Linked DNA regions of Sus scrofa: region 1 is linked to region 2. The links are chromatin contacts, called in public Hi-C maps. All regions are on one chromosome and are shown on one strand. Each heading gives the region's core, a stretch centred on a gene start, on an enhancer-like site or on the middle of the called end of the contact. The rest is flanking DNA. Distances are from core to core; before and after follow the strand shown.

Region 1 (2,700 bases), core at 100-2,599, 120 kb after region 2:
TCATGAGGACTACTGAGTTTACCTGTATGAAGAGTTTAGAGTGGGTGGTGGCTGCACTGAGCCAGCTCTCCCTTAGCTCTGATGAGCAGGCTGCCTGCTGCATCCCGTGCATTTGCCACCTAGTAACCTTGTTGGAGCATTTGCGATCTGCTGGAAGCATGGGCTAGAGGAGAAATCAGCATGCTCAGTTCAGATTAAGATTCTCTGGACTGCCCTGCCTCTGGGTTGGTAGCTAAGTGCATAGTTGAATTGTCTGCTCCCACAGGCATGGTCAATGGTCAATGCTGCCTTTTTTTTTTTTGGTCTGCTTCTGGGTTGTCCACCAGAGACTTTATCCCTGGAGTGGTGCTCTCAGACCTAGCCAGGCAAGACAGGGCTGCCATCACCATTGTGGGGTGACTGATGGCTCCCGGGGAGCTGGGCTTCCCTTCTGCCCTGAGGCCTGGCTGTGAAAGAAAGCAGATGAAAAAATGGTAGCAATAAAGAAGGCTGCTCCTGGTAGACAACGCCTATTTGTTTCCAGGATGATAAGGCTTGGGGCCTCAGACGGCAGAGTCTGGAATCTGAGCAATCTGGTTCTCTTTCCAGCTTCTGGAACCCTCCTGTGACATGGCTGCTCCCCTGTGCCTCCAATTTACCCTTAGGATCTTGCCCTTCAGAGGTCTGGTCATGATTTGCGGGTCGAGACTGGCTTGTATAATGGAGAGCGGGTCGGATGTGGGGGAGACCACAGTGGCTGCAGGTAAATATTTCACAGCATCACTGGACCGAGAGGCTCAGTGAAGGCACTTTAGTACTTAACCTCCTTGGGCCTCTTTTTGTGAAATGAAGGCCACCTGAACCAACTTTGGGGCGTGTCCTGAGACTAAGAAAATCCCTGGAGAAAAAGCTAAGGAAAAATCAGGTGGGCTATTTATTGTGTTAACAGAACAGTGATGCTTATCAGATATCGGATGCCCTGGTTTGAGGGCCTGGTTGGGGGCGCTCATCCTCAGGTGGAGCGTTTCCCTTCCTGCCTCTCCTCCTCCCTCCCATCCTGGCCCCTTCGCCGCAGGCCGGTTGGTTCTAAGGAATGGTTGCCCTTAGACCAGCGTAGGAGCAGGAACTTCAGGGAGACAGCCCTTCAGGCTGCCTGGGCTGCTCCGGGAATGCAGCGGCTTCTCCTTGGGCGGCGAATCCTCTCAGAGCCCAAGGAAGGGCTGCCCTCATCCGCCTCACCCAGGCTGACCTGGAAAAACTGTCCCCACAAATCAGGCCCTGCGTCTTAGTTCTGCGCTTTCTATAAGGTACCAGGCCTCCTGAGAGGGCGGGGCCACCGCTCACGTGACGATAGGGGTGGTACGACGTACAGCCAATCAACTTACAGTGTCCAACATTCCACCTCTAGAGCATGACGGCCAAACAAAGCCATTCCGGTTCCACTGCAGTCTTTACGGGAAAATTTTCAGTCTGCCACCAGAGGGTGCCCACAGAGCTCTCTGAAAATGACCCAAACCTGCAGAATTAGAGAAAAAATTTCCAGTACTTCTAAGACCAAGACAAAGTACAGCTCCCAAACACAGGACTGGGAGAGATGCACGGGTTCAGCTAATGACCTGTGAGTTTTCAGGGGCAGAAGAGCCAGGGTGGGAGTGATAGAAATTACCTGAGTTTTAGTTAAACAAGTTGCATCTTGATTTTAAATTGGCAATTGCAAATAGCACTTTGGGGATTGGCTTCAGGCGCATTTTCATTCCCTGGCAAAACTCCCTTCCCCACACTTTCTTTCCCCAGCCTGTGTACAAAGGAAATGCAAATACATGTAAATATTGGCCTAAGCCACAGGCTTCTTGGAAGGTAAGGCTGCTGCTTAAAAAAAAAAAATCCTGTAATGCAAGTGAAAAGACAGAGATTTTCTGAGCTGCTGCTCTTGAGGCCTTAGGAATAATAAAAAAAAAAAAAATGGAGAAGCCATGGATCTCTGAAGAGCTGGCCTGGTGTGTAGCGTGCTGGACTGAGTGGAGGAGAGGGGCAGGTTCCTCCCTGACCCCAGCAGGGCTGGCAGGCAGGCTGTCTGGCCTCCCTGCCTCTCCAGGGCCTGGCGCAATGATTGACATACAGTAGGTGACTGTTGAGCTTTGCTGAATGAGTGAATGAATGAATGAATGAGAGGTGAGCCAGAGTGGGTGGGACACTTGCCAGGGCCCCCTGGAAGCTTTCACCAGGATGAATTGGGGAAAGGCTGAGTGCGGTGGAAGGGGAATTTTCTGGGGAGGAGAGGTGCCATTTCTGATGTAGGCTGCCCCTGGCTCAGGCCTTTTCTGTGAATGTCCAGGCCTCCAGATGATATGTTTTGACTTTGCTCTAATGCTGGTTAGGACTGCCCAGTGGTCCCATTCATTCACAGGAACCACTCATTCCCAGTTATTGGATACCTGCTGGGGATCCTGGCAGTTATCCCCTGCCCCCACACAGGGGACCCCAGCCTTCTTTTGCTCTGGCTTTCTGGAAATCAGCCAGCAAGGAACCAGGCAGTACCAGTTGCTGGGCAATTGGGCCATTCATTTCTCTGGACAAATGCAGGATTGTGTGTGTGTGTTTGTGTATTCGACAGTGAGTATGGATTGCAGTAATGCCTTGGGTGTGTGTGGGGGGGGGTTGTGGTCTGCCATTTACATAGCCCTTTGACAGCACCCAGGGCTGCCTCTTGCTGATACATGC
Region 2 (2,700 bases), core at 171-2,670:
GGTTTTAGGGACAGAACTCATGCAATCCACAGAAAAGCCACAGTGGCAGGTCCAAGAAGGGCAGAAGTCAGGGCGGTTCCAAGGACCACAACAGCCCAAGGACACGGACTTTCACTTTCATTAACATGGTTCAGCCTTGGCTCCCTCCCCACCATCCCCTCCCCGCATTGTGCCCCTCAGCATAAGTTATCCAGAGAGAGAGAGATTCTGCAGATTGAGTATGGAGTAAAGGTCCCCTTCTGTCTAATTAGTGGTGGGCCCAGACACGGGGTCTCATAGCCTGGTCTCCACTCAGTAGGGCTTATGAAAACCAGCCCCCTGAGAAAGAAGTTGATGGTAGAACTGGGACCAAGGGTAGCTCTTGGTGTGAGCTACTGCTTGTGGAAGGTGCCAGATAATTTGTCAGTTCTTAAGCAGGAGAAAGGTTTTAATCATTAAATTGGAGGGAGAAATTTCTGGCCTTGCCCTGTACGATCTGCTCATCCTCCTGGGTCTCTAAGTGCGCTGAAGTGTTGCTTCCCTGCTCCTGGTCTAACTACTCGCTTAGCAAACAGGAGTCTCCATGGAAGGCACTGACCTGTGATTTATGTGTCATAAAAGGGCTGGGGTGTTTGATGCCTGCACTTATCTGCTTGAGAAGAAGCATTAAATGAGAGCTAATGGACCCTCGGCTTCTAATGCGGCTGCTGCGTACTGAATGCGTGGCGCACAAAGGCTCCATTTCAGTCTGGCTCCCCCCGGCCGGGCCAAGCTGATTTTCATCCTGCAGATTTCAACGAAGCTTAGCCACAGACACAACCACGAAAAGCAGAACCCAAAGGCCAAGAAACTGCAGTTTTCTCCTTTTCATACCTTCTCCACGAAAGATCTCTTACCAGGAAGATGTTTTATATACAAATCTTCAGAGTTAAAATGCTAATGTGAAGTAAACATTTCGGCTGATGACACCATTTCAAATGATGGTTTAACAATCCATAGTTCCAAATGAGAGGTCTCTTTGACCTCATATCAAACAATTTCTTTCTTTCTTTTTTCTTTTCTTTTCTTTTTTTTTGTCTTTTTGCCTTTTCTAGGGCCGCTCCCTCGACATATGGAGGTTCCCAGGCTAGGGGTCGAATCGGAGCTGTAGCCACCGGCCTACGCCACAGCCACAGCAACGGGGGATCAGAGATGTGTCTGCGACCTACACCACAGCTCACGGCAACCCCGGATTGTTAACCCACTGAGCAAAGCCAGGGACCGAACCCGCAACCTCATGGTTCCTAGTCAGGTTCGTTAACCACTGCATCACGACGGGAACTCCTATATCAAAACAATTTCTTATAGACGCAGGGTTCATTTGAATCCATAACGACTGCATACGCCTTTAACTAGCCAGCTGGAGAGTGCTCAAAATTGGTTCGCTCTGGGTCTCTACCGCCAGTAGCCTCTAGGTGGCACTGCAACGCAACGTTAGTGCACGGCCGTGCGCGTTCATAGGGAAGATTTAGGGCTCAGAAAAGTTAAACACTTCAAAGAGTACAGAAATCACCTCTTAGAGGTTGCTGTAGAAGCCTTGGGACCACAGACCACCTTTTTCAAGGACTAACGGGCTAAATGACAAGGATGGTGTAGAAGGAAAATGTACCTAGGAGTGTTTTGCAGTCTTGATAGAAGTAAGAATCACAACCACCTCATGTGCCTGGGAGGGAGGAGGCTGGGAAAGGGAAAAGCCTGAGAAAACAAGAATAAGGGCGAGAGAGGAATAGATTTTTAAATTATTATGATTATTTTCTTCTGAGGGAGCATTTGGCCTGAAGTACATGAAGTTCCTCTGGATTTATTCTCCCTCCCAACTGGTGAATTGAATTAATGTATAGTTGATTGTTCTAGTATAATAATAGTTGGAGGGTCATAATAAGTAACACTGATGAAAGTTATTTATCATAAACTTATTTATGAGTGATGGGATGAATCAAGAAAAAAAAACTAAGTGAAACATCACCAAATGTCTTTTCTTACAGACATTTGGGCTGATGTTAGACTTACGATATAAAGCAGAACTTAGCTCACAAGATTTTGATGGTTTGGGAGGTAGACCTAAGCTTATTGTCTGAATCTTATTTGCTGTCTGTTTACCATAATTTGTTCTATCTATTTCTGTTTCTAACAGTGCTCTAAATCAATGGTTCTTAGTTTTATTTTTTTAAAAAAATTATTGTTTTTTAATTATAGTTGATTTACAATGTTCTGTCAATTTCTGCTCAATGGTTTTTATTTTTTTTATTTTTTATTTTTTTGTCTTTTTGCTATTTCTTGGGCCACTCCCGCGGCATATGGAGGTTCCCAGGCTAGGGGTCCAATCGGAGCTGTAGCCACCGGCCTACACCAGAGCCACAGCAACGCAGGATCCAAGCCGCGTCTGCAACCTACACCACAGCTCACGGCAACGCCGGATCGTTAACCCACTGAGCAAGGGCAGGGACCGAACCTGCAACCTCATGGTTCCTAGTCGGATTCGTTAACCACTGCGCCACGACGGGAACTCCCTCAATGGTTTTTAAAGTGCTGGTACCCCCTGGGCACGTGTTAGACATGCAGATTCCCGAGCCCCACCCACCCCAGACTTCCTGGGTCAGAAATTCAGAATGGGGCCCAGCAACCTATGTTTTAACTTGTCCTCCCAGTTATTGTGTCCCATGACCGTATTAGCAAAACTGA

Evidence for each region. A called contact is a pair of places that touch in the nucleus more often than the background predicts.
Region 1: a contact with region 2 is called in a Hi-C map of embryonic fibroblasts, with 5 times the contacts expected there. The contact joins two enhancer-like sites. A contact is called at or near these places in 11 of 47 Hi-C or Micro-C datasets (alveolar macrophages, blood, embryonic fibroblasts and 7 more) and 1 of 2 datasets of contacts at active chromatin or transcription factors (skeletal muscle).

Annotation. Positions count from the first base shown.
Region 1 is chr7:65,634,587-65,637,286 of Sscrofa11.1, forward strand. No RefSeq gene overlaps it. Among named protein-coding and RNA genes, the nearest start is that of EGLN3, 170 kb to the right of the region's middle. Within about 2 kb of position 1,350, at least 36 of the 83 cell types and tissues checked have an H3K27ac peak or open chromatin away from gene starts, as enhancers often do.
Region 2 is chr7:65,509,596-65,512,295 of Sscrofa11.1, forward strand. No RefSeq gene overlaps it. Among named protein-coding and RNA genes, the nearest start is that of SPTSSA, 210 kb to the left of the region's middle. Within about 2 kb of position 1,421, at least 6 of the 83 cell types and tissues checked have an H3K27ac peak or open chromatin away from gene starts, as enhancers often do.